Regions from separate parts of the Mus musculus genome. Here region 1 is linked to region 2. Evidence: chromatin contacts called from public HiChIP or PLAC-seq data. All regions are on one chromosome and are shown on one strand. Each heading gives the region's core, a stretch centred on a gene start, on an enhancer-like site or on the middle of the called end of the contact. The rest is flanking DNA. Distances are from core to core; before and after follow the strand shown.

What was found. HiChIP or PLAC-seq counts read pairs in DNA pulled down with a chosen protein or histone mark.
Region 1: a BATF HiChIP or PLAC-seq map of CD8 T cells shows a contact between it and region 2, with 10 read pairs. The contact joins two enhancer-like sites. A contact is called at or near these places in 1 of 15 datasets of contacts at CTCF or cohesin (CD8 T cells), 1 of 484 Hi-C or Micro-C datasets (effector CD8 T cells) and 2 of 115 datasets of contacts at active chromatin or transcription factors (CD8 T cells and regulatory T cell precursor).

What each region holds. Positions count from the first base shown.
Region 1 is chr9:116,292,308-116,297,366 of GRCm38.p6, reverse strand. No RefSeq gene overlaps it. Among named protein-coding and RNA genes, the nearest start is that of D730003K21Rik, 32 kb to the left of the region's middle. Within about 2 kb of position 3,111, at least 48 of the 459 cell types and tissues checked have an H3K27ac peak or open chromatin away from gene starts, as enhancers often do. A contact at or near this core is called in CD8 T cells, where this site is marked.
Region 2 is chr9:116,136,290-116,141,670 of GRCm38.p6, reverse strand. The region is part of intron 2 of Tgfbr2 (transforming growth factor, beta receptor II); the gene reads left to right. Among named protein-coding and RNA genes, the nearest start is that of Gm31292, 6.4 kb to the left of the region's middle. Within about 2 kb of position 2,785, at least 90 of the 459 cell types and tissues checked have an H3K27ac peak or open chromatin away from gene starts, as enhancers often do. A contact at or near this core is called in CD8 T cells, where this site is marked.

The sequences.
Region 1 (5,059 bases), core at 1,862-4,361, 160 kb before region 2:
TAAGAATCACCCTCTTTCACTAGGTGGTTATCCCCTCAAGGATCAGGAATTGAATCATGAAACTTGCAGTATACCTTCAGGTCATGTATGCCGGAAGCATCATATAGACTGGAGCAATGGAGAATCCAGAGCAAAGTTTCCTTGGGCATGATATTGGAAGGTCTTTGGGACAAGGTGGCATTGAATCTAAAGAGAGAAGGAAGAAGACACAATCAAGTGGAAAGCTGGGGAGGAAGCGTTTGACATGAAAGAAACAGATATTTCCTGCTGGTGAGAATGAACCTGGTGTGCTTGGGACTCTGGGTGTGTGTGTGTGTGTGTGTGTGCGCGCGCGCGCGCGCGTGCACGTGTAAATGCCATTATCACTATAGTATCCTGGACAAAGGGTCAGTATGACATGACATATCTGATCAACCTCCAAAGCCACGGGCCAAAAACTATGCATGAGCCAAAAAGACACCCTTGCTCTCCCTGTACCTGTTGAGATGATGGGATTCCCAGAGAGGCATTTCCTGGTCCTAAAATCTTAATACAAGATATATCTTAGACTGCTTCCTCTTACTTTTCATGTGCTTCTGTAGGGACTGGCTTCCTCTGCATCAGACGAACAACCTTAATTCTATTCCAACTGATTTTAAGGAGCTCACAAAACAAGAAGAGGCAAAGAAACAGTGAATATGACTTTTCCTCCATGAGAGTATGAGAGTCAAGGCAGTGTGACAGGACTGACATCCCGGCTGGGTTCTGATGGACAACGGTGGCCATGAGAGGAGGGAAGGAGAGGAGACATCTCTTAGGCAGCAGCTGTTTAAGTCAGTCTGAGTCCATCGACACGGCCTGTTCCAAGAACCTTGAGTCATCTGTGGGTGAGCGGGAAGAGCCACTTCATACAGATAGCTATGAGACACACAGATCCTGAGGCCCCAACTCTGTAACCCAGGGCTCCTGTGCAAACCCCATCCAAGTTCATGGTCAGGGCAGAGTTCACCGGCTAGTCTAATCAACAGGCGTCTGTGTTTAGTCTTCTTTAGTGTTTAAAAAATTCAGTCTGGTGGCAATATTAAAATCTGGGGAATTTTCAGGTCTCCTTTGGAGAAATGCGTACTTGTATCTTTAGCCATTTTTAAGCTGAGTTTTTCTTTCTATTGAGAGATAGGCATTTCTTGCACCTGCAATAGTGACCTTCCTGACATCTGGCCTGCAACTCTTTCCTCTGTGTCGTTGGTTCGCTCCATGTCGTGAATGTGACAGAGTTGTGGCTGTTTGTTGTTACATTCTGAGCTTTAGATATTACAGCCAGAACAAGACTAGAGAAGCTTTCCCCAGTCTCTTCTGTGATCTGAGATCTTATGTTGAAGTCTTCAGTCAATTTTAAGTTGATGCCTTTGTGAGTTCAGTGTCATGCCAAACATGTGGCTGTATGGTCCCTGCCATCGTTATTGTGAATTGCATTCTTTGGTGGGTAAGTTCTTCATTTTCACAAGCACGAGTTCACTGGCCTCTTCCTTCCTTGGCAGGGCTGTTTTAGCCTGTTCTTCATTTCTATTCTTGCATTCTTCATTGTTTTATTATTTTCACACCTACCTGAATATCAGTTATATTTTCATAGGGACTTATACCCTGTGATTATAACCAACACATCCATTAACTATATATTTAATATGACTTATTATACTATATGTTTCTAAGATCTATAAGGGCAATGCTTCAATTTAACCTTAACAGAGGTGCTGTTAATATTTCAGGTAAGAAAACCTTTTGTTGATATTTTCTATTAATTCTTTTTTTTTAATCTAGAGAGGTAATTTTTTACTGAAATAGGTTAAAATGTTCTTCAAACTGTGAATATTTTGACTTTATCAAACATCTGCATTTATGAAGATAATTACAATTTCTTCTTGATTTTTAAAAATACTTTTTTGTTTTTGTTTTTTTCGAGACAGGGTTTCTCTGTATAGCCCTGGCTGTCCTGGAACTCACTTTGTAGACCAGGTTGGCCTCAAACTCAGAAATCCGCCTGCCTCTGCCTCCCGAGTACTGTGATTAAAGGTGTGCGCCACCACACCCGGCCTTGTTGATTAGTGTTCTTAACGATGAACCACCTGACGTTTCTGAAATCTCGCCCACTTGCATGTGGTGCTTTCAGATCATTGTTGGGTGTTATTGGAAAAGGGATTGTCAAAGGCTTTTCTATCAATGAGCATGAAAGAGTTTGACCTGCAGTGTCAGTCTCAAAATATGTCAATCTTTCTTCAGCGCCAATGTTAGGAACTCAGCCAAGTAAGACCCAGCCGGAGTGACTGCACTGTCTTTAGAGATTGCATCCTTTCCTGGAGAGGAAGAGGTTAGGAGCAGGCCACCTTAATGCACTCTGGAACGGGCAGGATTCAAGTTTCTGTTCTGTTGAGGCCTGCCCTGTTTCGGATTTTTGCCCTCCTCCTGAGACACAGCTATCTAGCCTCTGAACTGCATATTTGCAGAGCACCCTCCTTTGAAATGCCCTGATATTAAAATTCTACCTCATCAGCATCCCAGCCTGCTAAAAAGCTCTGCCTAACACCTTAGACTTGAGCCCTCCTCCCTGCCTCCTTAGATGCCTCCGCTGTGTGCACAGTCTACAATTCTGCAGTGAAACCAGAAGCTGCACAGCAGTCAACAGTGGTGCTTCTCCTTCCTATGGGACCTTAGAGCCATCGCATGTTCTGGCTTACAAACAATCTTTGTCTCCATCGTGTGTCACCTCAGGCTAGGAAGAGTGAGAAAAGCTTCGGCTGTCGTCTTTCTGCTTGTTTCCTTTGTCCCCCACACCACCTATCAAGTGAGAGAGAAGGAGAGAGAGAGAGAGAGACCAGAAGGAAGTTACATTCCAGGAGACTTGGTGATGTCAGCTTTTCCATGAGTCTCAGGTCGTTATCATGGGCAACCCTATCATTTCTCTACCCCTCCTGATACAACTGGATCTTGCTCAGTTCTATCCATCTGTATAGGAACTGGGTTATAGAGATTGCTCAGAAGGTAAGGTTATTGCCACTCAAGCATTGAGGACCCACTCAGATCTGGAGCAGCCACATAAAAGGCCTGGCACACAAGTGCTGGTGTGTGATCTCAGCACTGGGGAAGCAGAGAGAGGAGACTTCCGGGGGAATGGGGCCCAGCCAGCCTAGCTGAACCAGCAGCAGGCCTGAGGTCCCATTGAGAGATCCGGTCTCAAAACATTAAATGGGGCAGATGGAAGGATGTCTCATGGCTTAAAGTACTTACTGCTCTTACAGAGCACCTGGGTTTAGTTTTTAGCACCCACCCAAGATGGCTCACAGCCATCCATAACTTCGGTTCTAGAGGATCCGAAACCTTCTTCTGGCCTTCGAGGGTACCAGAAACTCATGTGCTGTACAGACACATAAGCTGGCTAAACATAAACATTAAAAAAAAGAAAAGGTAGAGAATGATTAAGGAAGGCATAGAGGCCTCTGACTCACACACACACACACACACACACACAGAGGAGAGTGGGTTTCAGGGAGAGCAAACACATCACTAGAAAAGCCTTCAGTTTGGATCCCTCTGCAAGTGCGTCTCAGTGTATCAAGTTGAGGTTCAAACCCAGGGCTCCTTCTAAACTGGCCTGCCTTTCTCCACCATGATACCTCCTGGATGGCACCTAAAATGTATCCCCAAAGCTTACATCCTATCCTTCAAAGCTTCCTGGGGTAGGACTATTTTTCACCAGACTAGAGCATGAATATATTCTTGAAGCTGAGCACAGATACTCTACAAATAGGCCAGAACGCTTAGTCAGACCAGTTGGCCAGCAGGGAGCCATCATCCTGCAATCCTTCAATTTTTCACCCTTAAAAAAGTCATTCCAGGATAAATGGATGGCAACTTCGGCCAGCAGACAGGAGCTAGGAAGATTCAGGCATGGGTGATCCTTCGAAGACTGGAAAAACATTCGCAGGCATTCCAGGAAGCCTTAGGAGTGAAAGCAGAGGTGATATTCATCTAAAAGGAAGGCAAGTGGCTCAGTTGGCCCCCGCCCAGCCCCCCTTCCCTCCAAGCAGCTCCCTGGTGGAACTTTTCCTTCCTGCTGGTGCTAACTGCTCTTCAAGAAAGTTCTTGTTTCTCAAGAGGCCCCTGGCTGGGTGAGGTGCCTTCAATTTAAGAACAAAAGCTAGCTAGCTTGCTCTCTCTCTCTCTCTCTCTCTCTCTCTCTCTCTCTCTCGCTCTCCCTCTCACTCTTTCGCTCTCCTGTCTGATCTTCATTCTCATTTTCTCCGCCACTCTTCTCACTCTCTCTCTCCTATCTTATTTTTTGTCTCCTCCTTTCCCACCCCTCCCTGATTCCGTCTAACAAGCGCAGCCACAGGCCGGAGGATGGAGTAGCATTCCTAGGTAGTGTCCGCATAGAGCACACACCCATAAGAGACTCACGCTCTGGATTTCTTCCCTTACAAACACCACCAGTTCTGCCACTGTGGTGCATTTGAGAGTCTCTCCACAGACCTCCATCCAACGACTTTTGGGATTTGGGTCATGTGACCAGTCTGCTCCAAGGTGTTCATGAGATAGCCAGCTTGAAAACTTCTCCAGAGCCAACTACAGGAACACAGATTTCTGCCTGGCTGCTTGTGCGAAACCATCGTTCGCTGGTGCTTGTTCTACTGGAAATGAAGTCCGTGCCTCCATGAGAGATTTCTAATGCAGGAAGAGGTATTTTTATGCCAAAATGGCAGCCATGGATGTTATACCCTTGCCCCTGAAGAAGGCGAGCCTGTGGTTTCTTACTGACTCCCTGAGCATCCTCACCATGTTATTTCATTCACGCAACTTCACCAATACCATTAGTGGTAACTGCCATAATGAAACTCACTAAGACAAAGACACTTTGGCTTTACACACACACACCACTCATGGGCTCTACTAAAGGAAGTTCCAAAGTGTGAGATTTTTGAAACAAAAGATAGCTTATGTCATAGGAAGTATCTATCAGGCACAGAGGGACATGGAGAGAAGGTTTCCATATTCTGGCAGGTTCAGTCAGTGTTAACTACCTGGGAGC
Region 2 (5,381 bases), core at 1,536-4,035:
GCTAAGGAGGAAGGAGGGAGATGAAAATCGTTTAGTTATTTGATGTTTGGGACTACAAAAAAAAATGATTGCCTTTCCATTCACCTAGTTTGTTTTATCTATAAACGGCTTTTTAAAAACATCCTTGCCAAATATATATTTTTAAACTCTTCAGGGACAGCCAAGTTTCCCCCGAAGTAGCTATTGGATTAATCTTTAAGAAATACAGATAATTATTACTTAATCCCTTAATTTACTTGCTGGGTGAATATAAATTTGTGCCTATGTTCTTTTTTTTCTTGAAAGAGCTGTAGTGAGCACTAAGACTCATGAGCTATTAATGGAAGTTGATGAAACCCTCGCAGCCAAACTCTATCCGGAGAACTCGCTCCATAAGCCTGGTGTACATTCACAGGCAGCTGCTCCCCTGCCCCTGCCCCTGCCCCTGCCCCTGCCCCTGCCCCTGCCCCTGCCCCTGCCCCTGCCCCTGCCCCAGCCCAACAGCATGGATTGTAGAGAATTCTTCATGGAGCCACAGGAAGGCAGTCTACAAGTGGCTTATTTATCAATCTTTAACTTGGACATTTTAACCAGACATTGAGTTTATACAAATCTTTTGACAGAATAGTGAACTGTGCTATTCAGATGAAGACAATATGGGTTGGGCTCTGATGGACACAATGTAGGCGGGGCTCTGGTCTTGGCTATTCTGCTTCTCTTAGGAGCTTTTCCTGTTTCCTTCCAGTCTTCTTGCCTTTTGTAACTGACTTGTCCCAGAGCCAATCCTATGAATAGTGGACAACCCTAAAGCACCAGAATGGCCTTCAGGAGAGCGACAAGGCCTGCTCGGGATTGTCACCCAAGGACCCAGCTAGACAAGATGCCCCAGAAGAACTTGCCTTTGCCTTTGGGTGAAGTTGCTGGATCTGCCCACTGCCCAGACTTGCCATAAGCATAAGGATACCCAGCACATGAGCACCGTCCAAGGAATAGAAGCTTCCTGCAGCAGAGAGGCGGGAGGTGGGATGGGGAACACATCCCGAGGGCCTGGGGAGGTGTCCTGTGCATGTGTCCTCTCTGAACCCCATCTGGGTCTGGCTGCTTTTCCTGGGTGCAGTAGCTCAGTAGCTTGGGCAGTCCAGCTTTGGACCACTCTGCGGTCCTGTTCGTGTGGGCCTTGTACTTGGTGCTGTGACAGGGCAGTGAATCTGTCAGAGGAGCTACATAGATAAGGTAGACTCTCCAGAGCGAATACAGGCTTACACCTGACGTGAGAGTGTTTGTGCCCCACACCTTGGCTGGCTCACTGCAGGATCTGACCTGCTCCTCTTTTCTTTCTTCATCTCTCCCTCTTTCATCTTGTTTATTTTCTCTGTCTCTGTCTCTCCCCTCCAGCTCCCCTTCTTCCATTTCCTTCCCTCTGTACCCCTCTTTTTCTCTTTCTCTTTCCTTTTTTTTGTGTTTGTTTGTTTGTTTGGTTGGTTGGTTGGTTGGGTTTTTGTTTTTCGAGACAGGGTTTCTCTGTGTAGCCCTGGCTGTCTTGGAACTCACTCTGTAGACCAGGCTGGCCTGGAACTCAGAAATCTACCTGCCTCTGCCTCCCAAGTGCTGGGATTAAAGGCATGCACCACCACTGCCCGGCTTCTCTTTCCTTTCAAAAAAACATTTTTGAACTGGGGTCTTACAATGTAGCTCAGGCTGTCTTCAATCCTCCTGCCTCAGCCTATCGGGTTTTGGGATTGCAAGTGAGGTTCATACCATGCCAGGCTTGAATGATCTTCGTCAGAGCAAGCCAGGGAGGCCAGAGCCCACTGTTGTCTGTGTTTGTCTCTGTCATCGTGCGGTTCAGGGGCTCTGTCTTTAAGTCTTCAGTCTCGATGACAAGGACAGAAACTGCCACCAGATCTTTTTCTTTTCTCAGCAACAGGGAAGAGGAAGAAGAGCCCCGTGGGCCAGGCATTTCTAGTGACCCTGATCTTTCACTGATTGTTGAGATTGTTGTAGTTACCGAGCAGGAAGCACAAGGCATTGCAAGTAGATTTCAGAGCATGAAATTGGTCGTCCTTGACAGGTTTTAATAAAGTGCTAATGAAGTGCCTTGAATATGGATGTGTGCTTGTGTGTATATGTTGGTAGTGGAGAATGACCCCAGATCACATTCTGGGAGAATGTCACCTGTCTTTTTCTAGACAGTGTTTCTCACAGACCTGGAGATCACCGAGTAGGCTATGCCAACTGCCAGCAAGTCCCAGGCATCCTCCTGTCTCTACCTCCTAGCACTGGGATTACAAGAGTGTGCCACTTCTGACTTTTGACGTGGGCTTTGGGATTGAACTTGGGTCCTCATGCCTTGCAAGGCAAACACTTTGTTGACCAAACACTACTATCTCCACAGCCCATTTAATAAAGTACAGTGACCCCTGTCACCTTCCTTCAGCCTCTGTGATTTCACAGTAAGGTGCTGTCTAGCACCGATGCCCAGGGACCATAAGACATTGCCTCCTGGAGACACTCACTTCACTCTTCCATGGCAAAATACTTTAATGACACAAGGAAGTGGAGTCAAGACTTTTTTTTTTTAACCCTGAAACTTAGTTAGGAAGCATTTTTGCATCTGTTGGATGGCTTGCAGTAATTGTCTTCCATATTGCGTAGGAGTGGGAACTTTTGATTCCCACAGACTTGCTTCTTTGTTCTGGGGGGGAGGCCATGTGACAGGCCAGTGGGCTGGTCCCACCTGGTCTCCTGAGCCGTGGGTGTTAGCTGCCGGCATGGCAAACCACATCGCTGTCTGCCAGATGGTGGCTTGGGTGTCTGACTCTGAAATGCCAGCTGCAATTAAAACCCATTCCGAGATCGAGTCTTTCAGCGTGGGCCCAGATGGCGAGCTGGCCTCTGGGCCTGCGATCACTTAAGAGGCCAAGTCTAAGAGAAAGCAGATGGAAAGAGCTGTAGGAGGAGACATGCTGTGAAGAGCAAGGAAAACAGCCTTCCATTTTGCCAGCTCTAAAACCCACAGAGAAAAGGGGAAATGGCGGGTCTCCCTGCTGCGTGCAGTGACCCTCTACCTCAGATAAGAATAACTTCAGACTTGCTAGGCGGATGGATGGGTTGAGTGTACAGAGCTAGGTGTAAAGTGTGTGTGTGTGTGTGTGTGTGTGTGTGTGTGTGTGTGTGTGTGTAAACCAGAGGGCAACATCAGGTGTCATTCCTCAGGTGACAAATATTTACCTTTAAAAAATGTATATTATTTAGAACAGGGGCCTTCATTAGTTGGAGCTTGCCAAATAAGTCAGCTAGGCTAACTGGCCAGCAGACTCCAAGAATATGCCTGTGTCCAACTTCCAATTGCACTGCCATGCCCAGCTCCCTCCTGCCTGCCTTCCTTCCTCCTTCCTTCCTTCCTTCCTTCCTTCCTTCCTTCCTTCCTTCCTTCCTTCCTTTCTCTTTCTTTCTTTCTTTCTTTCTTTCTTTCTTTCTTTCTTTCTTTCTTTCTTTCTTTCTTTCTCTCTCTCTCTCTCTCTCTCTCTCTCTCTCTCTCTCTCTCTCTCTTTCTTTTGTCTTTCTTTCTTTCTTTTTTGTCATGGGGGCTGAGGATTAAAATCCGTTCTGAGCTATAGTCTCTCTATCCCACATTTAGCTTTTTAATGAAACCTTAGTCCTGGCACTGCCATGAAGCTATTCTGCATATACAATTGGCAGCTGTAGTTAATTGTTTTTGACCAAAGGAGGTTACCATCGATCATGTGACTCTGTTGTACACTACAAAAGTGAGCAGTGGAGTTTCCTGGGGAAGAACTCTGACCAGAAACTTCATCATGAGTTCCTGTCTGGTTTCCATACTTCTAGTCTGCTCTATGAATGTCTAACACACCAGCCCCCACAGCTCTGTGAGCTTGTGCACGAGCTACACCTGCAGATTCAATATTTCCCCTGAGGGATTTGAGTGTGTATTCACACTTGACAAGCTCAGCTTCAAGGCATAGTGAGTTCTGTTCACTACTTGCTGTGGGTTATTCTTCAAGATGCTTTGCCTTCGACTGCAGCAATAGCAATGGCACTCTTAAATATACAGCACCAAGCCAGGCATCACAGTCATGTGTGGAGTCAATGAGTTCTCAGGTTCTCCACAAACCTGGACCGTACTAAAGGGGTGCATGAATTCAGAGGTATATGAGTAGGGCTGGTGAATCGCTCATCAGATATAAGTCCTCTTTGCACAGTCCTGAAGAACCTAGTTGGATCCCTGAGACCCAAGTAAAGCTGGAAGAGAAAACCAACTCTACAAAGTTATCCCGTGTCCATGCTAGGGCATGCTGTGCCCCCACCTCACATACACGAGAATAATCAATAATCAGGAGAACACAGTTCAATGTTACATGAAGACACTGCTGGCAGAATGTTAAGCATTCTTGATGAATTTTCCCCTAACCTTCCAGCCACCAGTAAACACTGTTTCAAAGACATGGGCCAAGAAGTCCTAATCCCAATTTAAAAATCTGAGCCCTTCTTACCCCCACAATCCTTAGACAACAGTGCTTGTCTAGAAATTAACACCTCCCTTCCCAGTGAGAGCTCAGAGCCTTCGGCAGTGAGTTTGGGGCAATGGGAGAGAACGATGCAGTAACCTTTGTGCCGGGGTGAAGGTTTTGCTATTACTCAAGGGCTTGTGGAAGAGAAGTGAAATGTGTTATGTCTCATGAGTCTGTCACATGCTCTGACAGCTGTCCCTTTCATAGGACAGCATGAGACTTTCTAGGTGAGAGAGCCTCCTATTACTGGAACTTCTTTTCAGAGAACACTTCGAATAATTAATTTGCCTGCTACTGGTATAAAATTCCCAAAGGATGGCCAGCCGCTAATGGAGGATCTGTAGCAATTAAAATGTGTTGCCTTCATAGCAGACTGTTTAAGCAAACACACGGTGTGTAACAAAGCTATCAAACTGAAAAGCGTTTTGAATTTTGGGTTGAGGTTGTTGAAGAGTCAGTTAGGTTGTCTTGGTGGTGTTGGAGTTGTTTTGTGTCTTTACATAAGGGCTGGTGAAGTGGAAACTCCTGGTTTAAGCCTACAGTCTGGGGACTGAAGTCAGGATCTCCTGCTTGCAAGGCAAGTGATGCACTGACTAGCTCACCCCTCCGGCTAGGAGAGAGTTCTTGGGTTTGTTTAGAATTGTATCTTTGTCCCTAGCTGTTGATCTAGATGCACATCCTTGCGGTGCCATCCCTTTGGCCTCTGAAGCATCACAGATTAAACATAAGAATCACTGCTGTGTGCGTAAGGGCTTGGCTGGCACCGATTCTCCCTAGGGATTGGGACAGGCATATGCAGCACGACTGCCTCCCTCCACCTGTCCTCATGACCTCACGAGGTCTTTGGGAATTCTTGAGGGAGGGAGGCTT